2 separate regions of the Sus scrofa genome follow, and region 1 is linked to region 2. A link is a contact called in public HiChIP or PLAC-seq data. All regions are on one chromosome and are shown on one strand. Each heading gives the region's core, a stretch centred on a gene start, on an enhancer-like site or on the middle of the called end of the contact. The rest is flanking DNA. Distances are from core to core; before and after follow the strand shown.

Region 1 (5,582 bases), core at 343-2,842, 110 kb after region 2:
GATGTTTTCTGTGAATATAAGGACAGTTTTCTTTCCAGTCTGTATGTTCTAAAATTTTCTTTTTCTTGCCTCATTGAACTGGCTAGAACTTTGAGTATAATGTTAAATAGGAGCAGTGAGAGTGAACATTCTTGCCTTGTTCCTTGATCGTAGAGAGAGAAAGCAGTCTTTCTCCACAGAGTATGATGTTAGGAGTAGGATTCTACAGGCGCCCTTACCATACTAAAAAAACTTCCCTTCTATTCCTAGTTTTCTGAGGTTTGTTTTTGTTTTAAATTCTGTTGAATGTTTTCAAATGTTTCTTGTATCAATTGATATGATCATGTGATTTTACTTTTTAGAAATGTTAATAGTTTCTCAAATTGATTTTCAAATATTGAAACAGCTTTGCATTCCAGGTTTAAATTCTACTTGATAATTATACATCAATCTTTTATGTATTGATGGATCTGGTTTGCTAATAATTTGTTGCAGATCTTTGTATCTGCATTCATGACGGACATTGGTCTGTAATTTTCTTTTGTTGTACTATCTTTCTCTGATTTTTGTCTGGATATATTTTTTGGGAGGGCAATTTGTCACTGTAACAAACGTCTTAGAAATGTGTGTGTCTGTGATGATCACTGTACAACTGTAAATGTAATAAAATTCATTAATTAAAAAAAGAAATGTGTGTGCCTAAGGATTCTACTTCTAAGAATTTAAGGAAATAACTGGCGATTCTCATTATACACAGACTTTAGGTTGGGATACACCTGGATTTAAATACGAACACATTCTCTTACTAATCACTTAAATTCTGTGGGTCTGTTCCTAACCTGTAAAATGAGGATAAGAGGACCTACCTCACAGAGAGGCATTAGATGAGACAATTCACAGTGTCCAACATCTAACTAGCTTTAGAGCCACCTAGTAAATAGTGGCTCTTGGTGTTATGTTATACCCTCCAGCCTCTGTAGTCTGTCCAGACAGAAGGACATTATTTTTGTTCCCAAATTGGCTCCCACTTTGAATCTTCTTATTGGTGGGTATTCGATCTCCTCATCCCTAATTACTGCCTTGTATAAGGCGCGCTTGACGTTTGGAATGCACAGGCAATAGATTCAGGGAGCTGAATCTATTCAAGAGACACAGGGGCGAAGGAACCAGTATCATGTCATACATACAACAGCATTATAATGGAGCGTCTGCCCGAGGGGAAGAGAGCCCTGGACGCGCCTCTGAGCGTCTGTGTCAGGAGGCTGGGAGGTCGCTGGAGCTGAGGGAGCGGAAAAGAGGGCGGCAACTTTTCCAGAGTAGCCTCGGGTCGTGGTGCTGGACGCACAGACTGGCTGTTTCCACAGCAACGGGACTAGCTACCCTCTCGGGAGGCCTCACGGGTCAGCCTTGCTCAGCGTCTAAGGAACCGGGAAAAGCCACTTCCGTTCCTTCAACCTCCCAAGAGCGCGGACGCTTGGCTGTAACCGAATAAATCAAGCTCCAAGTCTCTGATTGGCTCAGGCAGGTGAAGTGGGCGGAGGTGGCAGCGAGGGGCGTGGTCCTGCAGTCTCCCACGCCAGAGTTAGTCCCTCAAAGCGGAAGTCGACCTCTTCTGCCCCGGAAGTGCAAGTTCGGAGGTCTTGCAGGTGGGGATTCCGCCGGCAAGGCGGCTGCTTTCGAGATGCCAGGGGCTGCCGCCAAGAGCTCGGAGTTGTCCGAGAGGATCGAGAGTTTCGTGGAGGCACTGAAACGGGGCAGCGGGCGGCACAGCTCTGAGGACATGGCCCGGGAGACCCTGGGACTGCTGCGCCGGATCATCACGGACTACCGCTGGAGCAACGCAGGTGAGGCAGACCTAGCTCCATCGCCTCCCTCGCACCTTTCTGTTCCCGATCCCCCGGCGGAAGGTCTCCTTGGTCCCACCACATGCTTGCCTCGTTCACCCTCTCTCTTTGGACTGCAGGGGAGCTGATGGAACTGATCCGCAGAGAAGGCCGGAGGATGACGGCCGCGCAGCCCTCAGAGACCACCGTGGGCAACATGGTGCGGAGAGTGCTCAGGATCATCCGGGAGGAGTATGGCAGGTCAGGCCCGCGTCCTGGGCTGGGGTTGGTCCCAGTAACGCTTTTTGCACGGGCCCCTCTCCTTGCTTGGAGCCTTTGTTGGAGCGGAGCAGCTGTTGTTACCTAAACGATCACACCTCTTCCCCACCTTCCTCTTTGGGTCTTGTTGCCTCCATAGACTCCATGGACGCAGCGACGAAAGAGATCAGCAGGAGTCCCTGCACAAACTCTTGACGTCCGGGGGCCTGAGCGAGGATTTCCGCTCTCATTATGCTGAACTCCAGTCCAACATCATTGAGGCAATTAATGAGCTGCTTGTGGAACTGGGTGAGTCCTGATCCCTACATGGACAGGACAGGTTGCAGACAAATGAGGGAACAAAAGACCCCGGAAGCTGTTCATCAGCAGAGGTGGGAGATAACCAGTCTTCTGATTCTCAGAAGTTTGCTCTCATCCTGGTTAGGAAGGGTTGGAGCTGGTGGCAGGACTGAGATAACCTTTTATACACTTCCTTACCATCTAACCCTTTATTGGCTGCAAATCCACTGTAGCAGAGACTCAATTTGGGAAGAGCTTTATTTTTATTTTAAAGAAAATGAACCCCCTAAAACCACAGTTGATAGACCCTCCTTCACTAAACGTGCTCTTGAATTTTTACACGTATACACATACATACAGGCCACCTCCATCCCCCTGTTTTCGCGACCCAGGATAACTGCAGATATTCATTACAATCAGCGTTCCCAGGGGAGGACCGAGCCGGGTCTGTTTGTGCATTGAGCTGCTGCTTCCAAATTCCTCTCCTGTTTTTCTTCTGTGGCTTTCCTTTCAGGTGGGCCATCTTTTGGAGGAGGAGTTCTTTTGGGGGGAAGCTCTATTCACTCTCAGCACTTCAGAATTTCCAATTAGGACCATTTCTTGCCTAAATACATCCTCTTCAAAGTCAGTTGCAAAGAAAGGGCTGGTGTTAGGGTGAGGCAGGAGTGAGGGGAGTAAGTGGTTGAGTAGGAGGACTGCCCGGCAAGACAAAAGGCTGAGCCCTTAGGAGGCAGAAGATCCTGAAGATCGGGGCTTTTAAGAAAGTGTGACATTTCGTATTAAGTCCATCGACCTTGTGTTCCCAGGGTCTGCTCGGTGGGAAATCTATGAAGGGCACACATCCCTGTGTTCTGTCATGTCTGTCCATGTTGTAGCAAGGCAGTCTCATATTTTCCTTGCAAAACTGGCTTCTTGCAGAAGGGACAACCGAGAACATTGCAGCCCAGGCCCTGGAACACATCCACTCCAATGAGGTGATCATGACCATTGGCTTCTCCCGAACAGTAGAGGCCTTCCTCAAAGAGGCAGCCCGAAAGAGGAAATTCCATGTCATTGTGGCAGAGTGTGCTCCTTTCTGTCAGGTATGGGGACTGCTGGAGTTGCTAAGAAAAATGTAAAATAAGGAGGGAATAAAGGAGGGGCCGGTGGGCTTTGAATCTTTGAATTGATAAGCAAGATGTAAATTGAGAAGAAAGAGTAAAACATTTAAGGGAATTTTCAAGTTGTTCATCCTGTGAACATTCTTAAACATTGGCTTAAGAAAGTTGGGTGGGAGTTCCCTGGTGGTGCAGTGGATTCAGGATCTGATGTTGTCACTGCTGTGGTTTGGATCACTGCTGTGGCGAGGGTTCAATCCCTGACCCAGGAACTTCCCCATGCTGTGGGTATAGGCAAAAAAAGAAGAAAGAAAGTTGGGTGAACTGCTAGGCCCAAGGAAAGATAAATATTGATTCTTTTATGAATCAGAATAGGGTAAATTACCTTGGGGATGACTGATTCTTGGTCTGACTTCATTCAATTTTTAGGTTAATAATAGTTCTCAAAAAAGGAAATATGTAAGGGTGCAGGACATTGTACAATAATCAGCCAGAAGCTATCTTGTCAGCTCTGCCTGATTATGCAAGCAAGTCATATTTCCAGTTTTGTGGCTGTTCTAGTGCCGTTCCAGTATAATAATAAACATTTATTAGCTTCCTCTGGGCTTCCTGCTGCTTCCTAGAGAATACCTATCAAATGAGTTAGTGATCTGTTGGAAACGGTGTGTTGGATGTGCCCAGTGTCACAGAATCTCCCAGGTCCAGTTATAGTCGAGAGTGCTTTCACTCTCACTCTTCCTCCCAGCATCAGCCCTTCTCTCCCATTGCAGGGTCATGAGATGGCGGTCAATTTGTCCAAAGCAGGTATTGAGACAACTGTCATGACTGATGCTGCCATTTTTGCTGTTATGTCAAGAGTCAATAAGGTGGGTGTATTTGGGTTATATTATGTCAAATTCATGAAGATTATACTACTTCTAAAATACTCATATCTCCCTCCTCCCATAATATCCATGAGAAGTGAAGGAAGTTTCTAGCACCTTTTGAAAATACATACTTGGGATTTTTTAATCTATTAACTGATTCTCCCCCCCTTTATCTAAATCACTGTTCCTCATTTGGAGGAGCCTCATTCGGGTTACAGCATAGAAAAGAATGAACTGGGACTCAGCCAAGTGTGTCAGCTGCTGGTAGAGGGCTGCCCACTTCTACTCAGAGAGCTTGGTATTGGTGGATGGTGAATGAGAGGCTCCCTGCTTCTCAGGAGGTGTAACAGATTTCCAGGAGAGGCAGGGCTAAGAGCAGTAGTATTGCACTTTCCTTCCTGTATTCCATTCATTCTTTCCTTGGAAACCCACGTTTATGCTAGAACTTACAGTCTGAGCCTAGAATCCCTTTCCTTTTACTGGTGCGTGACCCCCCAGGACACCAAGACTGTTGACTGAGCATTTTGGCTCTGATTAAGGCTCTGGTCCCAGAAGGGCTCACACATTTCTTTCTGTCCCAAAGGTGATCATTGGCACAAAGACCATCCTGGCCAATGGTGCTCTGAGAGCTGTGACAGGAACACATACTTTAGCACTGGCAGCAAAACACCATTCCACCCCACTCATCGTCTGTGCTCCTATGTTCAAACTTTCCCCACAGGTACGTGTGTCTGTCTCCAGCTGCTCTCTACTCTTGTCTCTAGCCAATAAAAGGAAGTTAAAGTGTAGCCTTGAACTTGGGGCCTTCAACCTTCGCACTCTGGGGCTTCTCTTTATCTGCATTTACTCGGTGGATTATAGCTAGTGGAGGATGGAAAAAAACACAGAAATCTCGATCCAGGAAAAGCCATTGATAGTTACAACTTGTCAGCTTCAGGAAGTCAAAATTGTAAGGTCAGGACAGTGTGTAGGTGGAAAAGCCCCCTTGTTTACATTGCCACCACTCCCTGTCACCCCAACCATTTCTGAAAATGCCAAGCAAGTTGAAACCGGAAACATAGAATTGGTTTTATTTGTCATCATTCCAAAGGACTGTCCTCAGTAGTCTAGATAAAAGCAGTTACTAAATGAAGAGCCATTTCACCAGGGATAGAAACTATTTGTTTTAAAAATATCAATCTGTGTATAAATGTCTATTTTTATTTATTTGTTTGTTTATTCATTTGGCATGTGGAAGTTCCCAGGCCAGGAATCAAACC
Region 2 (5,431 bases), core at 1,699-4,198:
TGATTACATATTGCACAATAAAATTTTTAAAAATTTTGTTTTGAACCCTGCCACAAACAGAAATTTATGAACTTGTATTCATAAACTCTTGTCCTGATAGAGAATGCTGTGTCCTGGGAGGCTCTAAGTACAGAAAAAAATGTAAGCTTATCAGGCTGGACCTTGGGCTCCACAGAAGCTCCCATGTCCGTCTCAAGGAAATTAGTTTCAACCTTTATCCCGTGAGAGAAACTTCAAATGCTACTCGTGTGTGTGTGTGTGTGTGTGTGTGTGTGTGTGTGTGTGTGTGTGGTATCTATGTAACATCTAATTAACTTGGGTAATCACCAAGCATCTCAGGAGAAATGCTTTGCCACACTATTCGGGCCTGAGCTTCTCAGTTCTCAATAAGAATCTCAAATGTTAATTACATAAAACTGAAAAAAATAAGTAGCTATCTAAGATATATTAACAGCAACCCCTGCAAAGGATTGCCACAACTCCTGATGATTGTTTTTGGACCCTTTAGCTGTATCCAGCCATGTTGTCAGCATGGCAGCATTTAGTCATTCCACTTGTATTTACTGAGCACCCACGGAGTACTCGCCACTGTGAGTGACCTGGGCAGGGGGGAATTCAGGACAATAGAGACGTCTCCTTCTGCTGCTCTGCCCAGTAGAGGAGACAGACAGGCAAAAATGACATTACAATGCAAAGGAGAGATACAGACACAATACTTTGGAAAAACAAAAGGTATCTGTTAACTCTGCTAGAGGGGCTTAGGAAGGGATTCAAAAGCTTTAAAAAGGATGGTGAGGAATCCCTAGGCAAATAGGAGTTGGGAGCAGCCCTGGCCAAGAGGTGAAGGAGTGAAATAGCACTAAAGCTCAGCACCTGTGAGAATGGGGGTGGGGAGGTAGGGAGAGGATCACCATAAAGCAGAGGGCAGATTATCCAGTGCCTGGTCAAGCTGAGGAGATTAGACTTTATCCTACTGATAGGGAGAAGCAATGGAAGCATTTTAAGCAGGGGAGTGACAGGATCAGATTTGCACTTCAAAAGCATCTTTGACACAGGTGTGGAGGATGAGTTAAAGAAAGTGAGTAGAAGCTCAGGTTAGTTGGGAAGCTTTCAAAATAATCCAGCCGAAGGATGCTAAAGACTTGATCAGGGGCAGCTGCAAGGCAAGGATGTTTTCTCTATTTTAAGCTAGGGCTTCTGCCCATCCCTCCAGAATTTCAGTGGAAGTGCTTTCAGAGTTTAGACGAGTGAAAGCACCATAAAATTCCCAAGGCCAGGCAAAATGACTCAGCTAACAAAACCACCATGAGTAGGCACCAAGTGGCTCATTCATTCGTTCATTCTTAATTAAATCAGAAGCTTATAGAACACGCTTTCTATTAGGAAGGTGAACTATAAAAGTGAATACTCAGGAGTTCCTACTGTGGCTTAGTGGTAACAAACCCGACTAGCATCCATGAGGTTGCAGGTTTGATCCCTGGCCCCGCTCATGGGATTGAGGATCTGGCATTGCTGTGAGCTGTGGTGTAGGCTGGCAGCTACAGCTCTGATTCAACCCCTAGTCTGGGAACCTCCATATGCCAGAACCTTCATGTGCTGCAGGTGCAGCCCTAAAAAGACAAAAAAAAAAAAAAAAAAAAAAAGAGTAGAGGGGGGTGCTATGTGTTTTCTTGGTTGTTCAACGCTGGGAGGCCCCAATTCAGCCCACAGATATTGATTGCACACCTAAACGATGTCAATCTCTGTTCCAAGTGTTGGGGATACATTATAGTTCAAAAACAAACTCATAGAGAAAGAAATCTGATTTGTGGTTACCAGTGATGGGGGAGGAGGGAGAATTGGATGAAGATATAAACTTATAAGATAAATAAGTACTAGGGATGTAATGTATTGCATGATAAACTCACCCTGCTGTATGCTATATATGAAAGTTTTTAAGAGGGTAAATCCTAAGAGTTCTCATCACATACAAATTTTTTTTGTTTTAAATTTCTTTAATTTTGTACTTACATGAAAGGATGGATGTTCACTAAACTTTTTGCGATAATCGCTTCACACACATACAGCAAATCATTACGCTGTATATCTTATACAATGCTACATGTCAATTATGTTTCAACAAAAATGTAATTTTTAAAAATTACTAGGAATACAGCAGTGAAAAAGACAGACACATTCTCTAATCTAATGGAATTTATTTTCTAGAGGTCGAGAGACAAATGAATGGCTTTCAAAATGCACAGGATGTATGGGGTACAGTTGGCTTGGCTGTAGAGAGTTTGAATAGGGGCTAGGGAAGATCAGGAGATGTGGATGCAGAAGTAGGGCTACTTGGTGAAGGTCTTCAGCTGGGTTAAAGGGTAATGGGTTAAAGGGTTCCTTGGGGTTGTTTCTTTGTTCCGAGGTTAGAAAGGGAAGTGATCACTGCTTTTTACTACTATTATTTTTTTAATAGTTGAGGAATTTGAGGCATAGGGAGGCAATGTCTCTTGTCTAAGGACACACAAGTGTAAGATCAGGCAGGCTTGTTTGTCAAAGTCCGAGTTAGAAGCCCTTGACGCCTTCCACTCTTTTCCAGCAGCGCTGCGGAAGAAGAGCAGGGTGTCCGGGGACCCAGGAGAGATGGGCGCCACGCTCAGAGACAGCTCTGCGGAAAGATCGGGGAGGGAAGGACCCCGGGGCGACCTGATCACGGGACAGTCATAGGTACCCTGCAGAGGATTTGTCCCGGCCGGAAGGCAGCGCAACTTGTTCCGGGGGAGCCTAGCCGCAGCGGGTTCACCCTGCGGGCACACCTGGGCTGAGGTTAGGGCAGCTGTGTTCTGCCCGTCGATTTTCCCCCCCGTTCGTCAGTGGTTCGTTCCGAACACCCCTCTCTGCGCTGCGGGTGCCGTGGTCCGCCCTGCTTCCGGTTGTTGCCGGGCTCTATATCCGGTGTCCGCCCGCCCTCGGCTCCGCCGCCGCCGCCGCCGCGATGCTGTCCCGGTCCCGCTGCGTGTCCCGGGCGTTCAGCCGTTCGCTTTCCGCCTTTCAGAAGGTACGGTCCGGCCGGGCTGGGGCCCCGGAGGGTGAAAAACTCTCCGGCAGGCGGACGGACGGCTCGGGGTCAGGGGCGTGGCGCGCCGGCGAGGCCGGGCACCAAGGGCATCGGGACGCGGAGGCCGCGGGCTGGGTGGCCGAGAGCCGCTGTTGCTCTCGGGTTCTTTTGCGGAGCCCAGTAGCCCCTCGCCTGCCCGAGGCAGGCAGCGCCTGGTCCCCTGCTGTACCCCACCCTCCGCGCGGGGCGGAGGAGCCGCGCCCGCTCCGACACGAGACTCAGAGTTGGGGAGGAGGCGCCACGGAATGCTCCGACGGGATCCAAGGGCCCGTTTCCTCTCTGTTAAAATCAGTGGGTATCAGCCCCGTTGGAAAGTTGAGATAGTTTGGCAGGCCCAGCGTGCTGACGGAGTGAGAGCACGCCTAGGCTGTTGCCATTAGCTTTCGGCGTCATGAGATTTCACCTGTCACCAGCACCGGGACAGCTTTGAGTCTGTATTTAAGAGAGAAAGCTGTTTCTTTCCTCTGGGTGACGTCGATAATGTCTTCTTTCTCCACAGGGGAACTGCCCTCTAGGGAGACGTTCCCTGCCTGGTAAGTTCTGCCCTTGCTGTCACCTAAAAATGCTCTCCTCCTGGGCAGAGCCGTATGTGAGGAAATGGGGTGCCTGTGTTTCTCCGCATGGTGTTCAGATAGATAGGAATGAAACAAGATGCTATTTAATAACAAACATCATTTATTCATTTAGCACATAGTTACTCAGTATCCGCAATGTGTCAGGCACTGTGCTAGGCACTCACTAGGGATTCATCAGTGAGTGGTTCTCCTTGTACTAGACCGTAGACCATACAGTCTAGTGGGAAGGACACGGTGTAAATTGTTAAACAAATGGACTATCGTGAATCTTGGTTAAATGCTGAGAAGGAAACAAATGAAGCAGGACACTAAAGCTGTGACCCACAGGATGTGACAGAGGCCAGGGTGATGAAGAGCAGGAGAGGGAAAAGGAATAGCAAGTGCAGAGTCCCTGAGGAAGTAAAGACCTTGGCAGTATTTCGTTACTGGAAAAAAAAAAAAGGTGATTTGACCAGAGCATTTTGGTTAAGGGAGAGAGTGCCATGAGGTAGAGTGCCACGAGGTATCGAGACTAGGAGAAAGAATTTTGGTTTTATCCCAATAGTTTTTTATACACATGATACAAATATTTGTTGAATGAGTTGATCGTATTATGGGCATTCTGTGTGCCAAGCATTGTTCTGAGTGCTTTCTGTACTTTTTTTCAGTTAATCATTAAAAAACAGTAAAAGAGAAATTTTCTTTATTTACGCATGTATCATTCAAGGCTAAGAGAGGTTAAGTGCTTTGACCAAGGTCACTTGGACAACTACTGGTCAAGCCAGGCCTACCTACTCTTCTGCTTGAACCCCTAACCCACCAGGTTATCATTTACTCATGCACTACATAAATTATTTATTAAAATGTCACTGCATGCCAGGCACTGTCCTAGGTGACAGGGATATAGATGGTCTCTACCCTCCAGGATCTTATGGGCTACCAGGAGAGACAACAAATACATGTTTATGCATATGGAAGGACATAATTACATTGTAACTACTATGAAAGAGAAGTGGAGTGTAATGAGAGGGTGGGATGAAGTAGCCAGCTTGGGAGGTGGAGAGTGCAGCGGTAATATCAGCAAAGGCTTCCCCCACAGGAGTGACATTTAAGCCAAGTCTTAAAGAATCCATAGGAGTTGGCTGAGAGAACGATATTCTAGGCAAAGGGGATTGCTTGTGCAAAGGTTTTCAGGCAGGAAGACTTGACTCGTCATAGAAATGGAAAGGAAGCCTGTCTGGGAGGGCTGGGCAGGAATGTGTAAAGTTTTTGGACTTTATTCTAAGAGCCATGAGGTCATAGGCACCTGGCACAATGTTAGCTCAGGACTCTCAGTAATAAACTTTTTAGTTTGGAATCCTGAAAAATGTCAGTAAAGGTTTTCTCCATTTTAGAGACTAGCAGGACAATGGGAAGAGCTTTGTATTTGGGGTTTACATTGTGGTTCAGCACTTCTCCTTGGGCTCGTCACTTAACCTCCAGAAGCCTTTCTTATGTATGAAATGGGGATCATGGCAGATGGTTGTTCCGCTTCAGGGAGCTGTGAGGCGAAAATCAAAATGAGGTCATTATGTGAAGGATTTTTATCAACTCCAAAGCACTGTACAAATGAAACTTGCTATAAGATGAATTCTGAGTTGGACTTAGGATTCCAGAAGTTGGTATGGGCTGGCTGTTCTAGCTCAAATACATGCTATGCTTGGGGTTTTTACTGCATAGTCATTGGCTACTGGACATGGAGGTGGGCACAAGAGAGAATTGTCTCCCGTTCAGTGGCTCC

Evidence for each region. HiChIP or PLAC-seq counts read pairs in DNA pulled down with a chosen protein or histone mark.
Region 1: an H3K27ac HiChIP or PLAC-seq map of alveolar macrophages shows a contact between it and region 2. The contact joins the promoter of EIF2B2 here to the promoter of DLST in region 2. A contact is called at or near these places in 1 of 5 promoter capture datasets (liver), 1 of 47 Hi-C or Micro-C datasets (epiblast stem cells) and 1 of 2 datasets of contacts at active chromatin or transcription factors (alveolar macrophages).

Annotation. Positions count from the first base shown.
Region 1 is chr7:98,202,260-98,207,841 of Sscrofa11.1, forward strand. EIF2B2 (translation initiation factor eIF-2B subunit beta) reads left to right here and starts at 1,593. Exons shown (of 8, transcript XM_021099531.1): 1 at 1,593-1,823; 2 at 1,943-2,063; 3 at 2,221-2,369; 4 at 3,279-3,442; 5 at 4,228-4,323; 6 at 4,907-5,044. The coding sequence starts at 1,661.
Region 2 is chr7:98,088,213-98,093,643 of Sscrofa11.1, forward strand. It overlaps DLST (dihydrolipoamide S-succinyltransferase), which reads left to right and starts at 2,949. Exons shown (of 15, transcript NM_214397.1): 1 at 2,949-3,037; 2 at 3,597-3,630. The coding sequence starts at 2,975.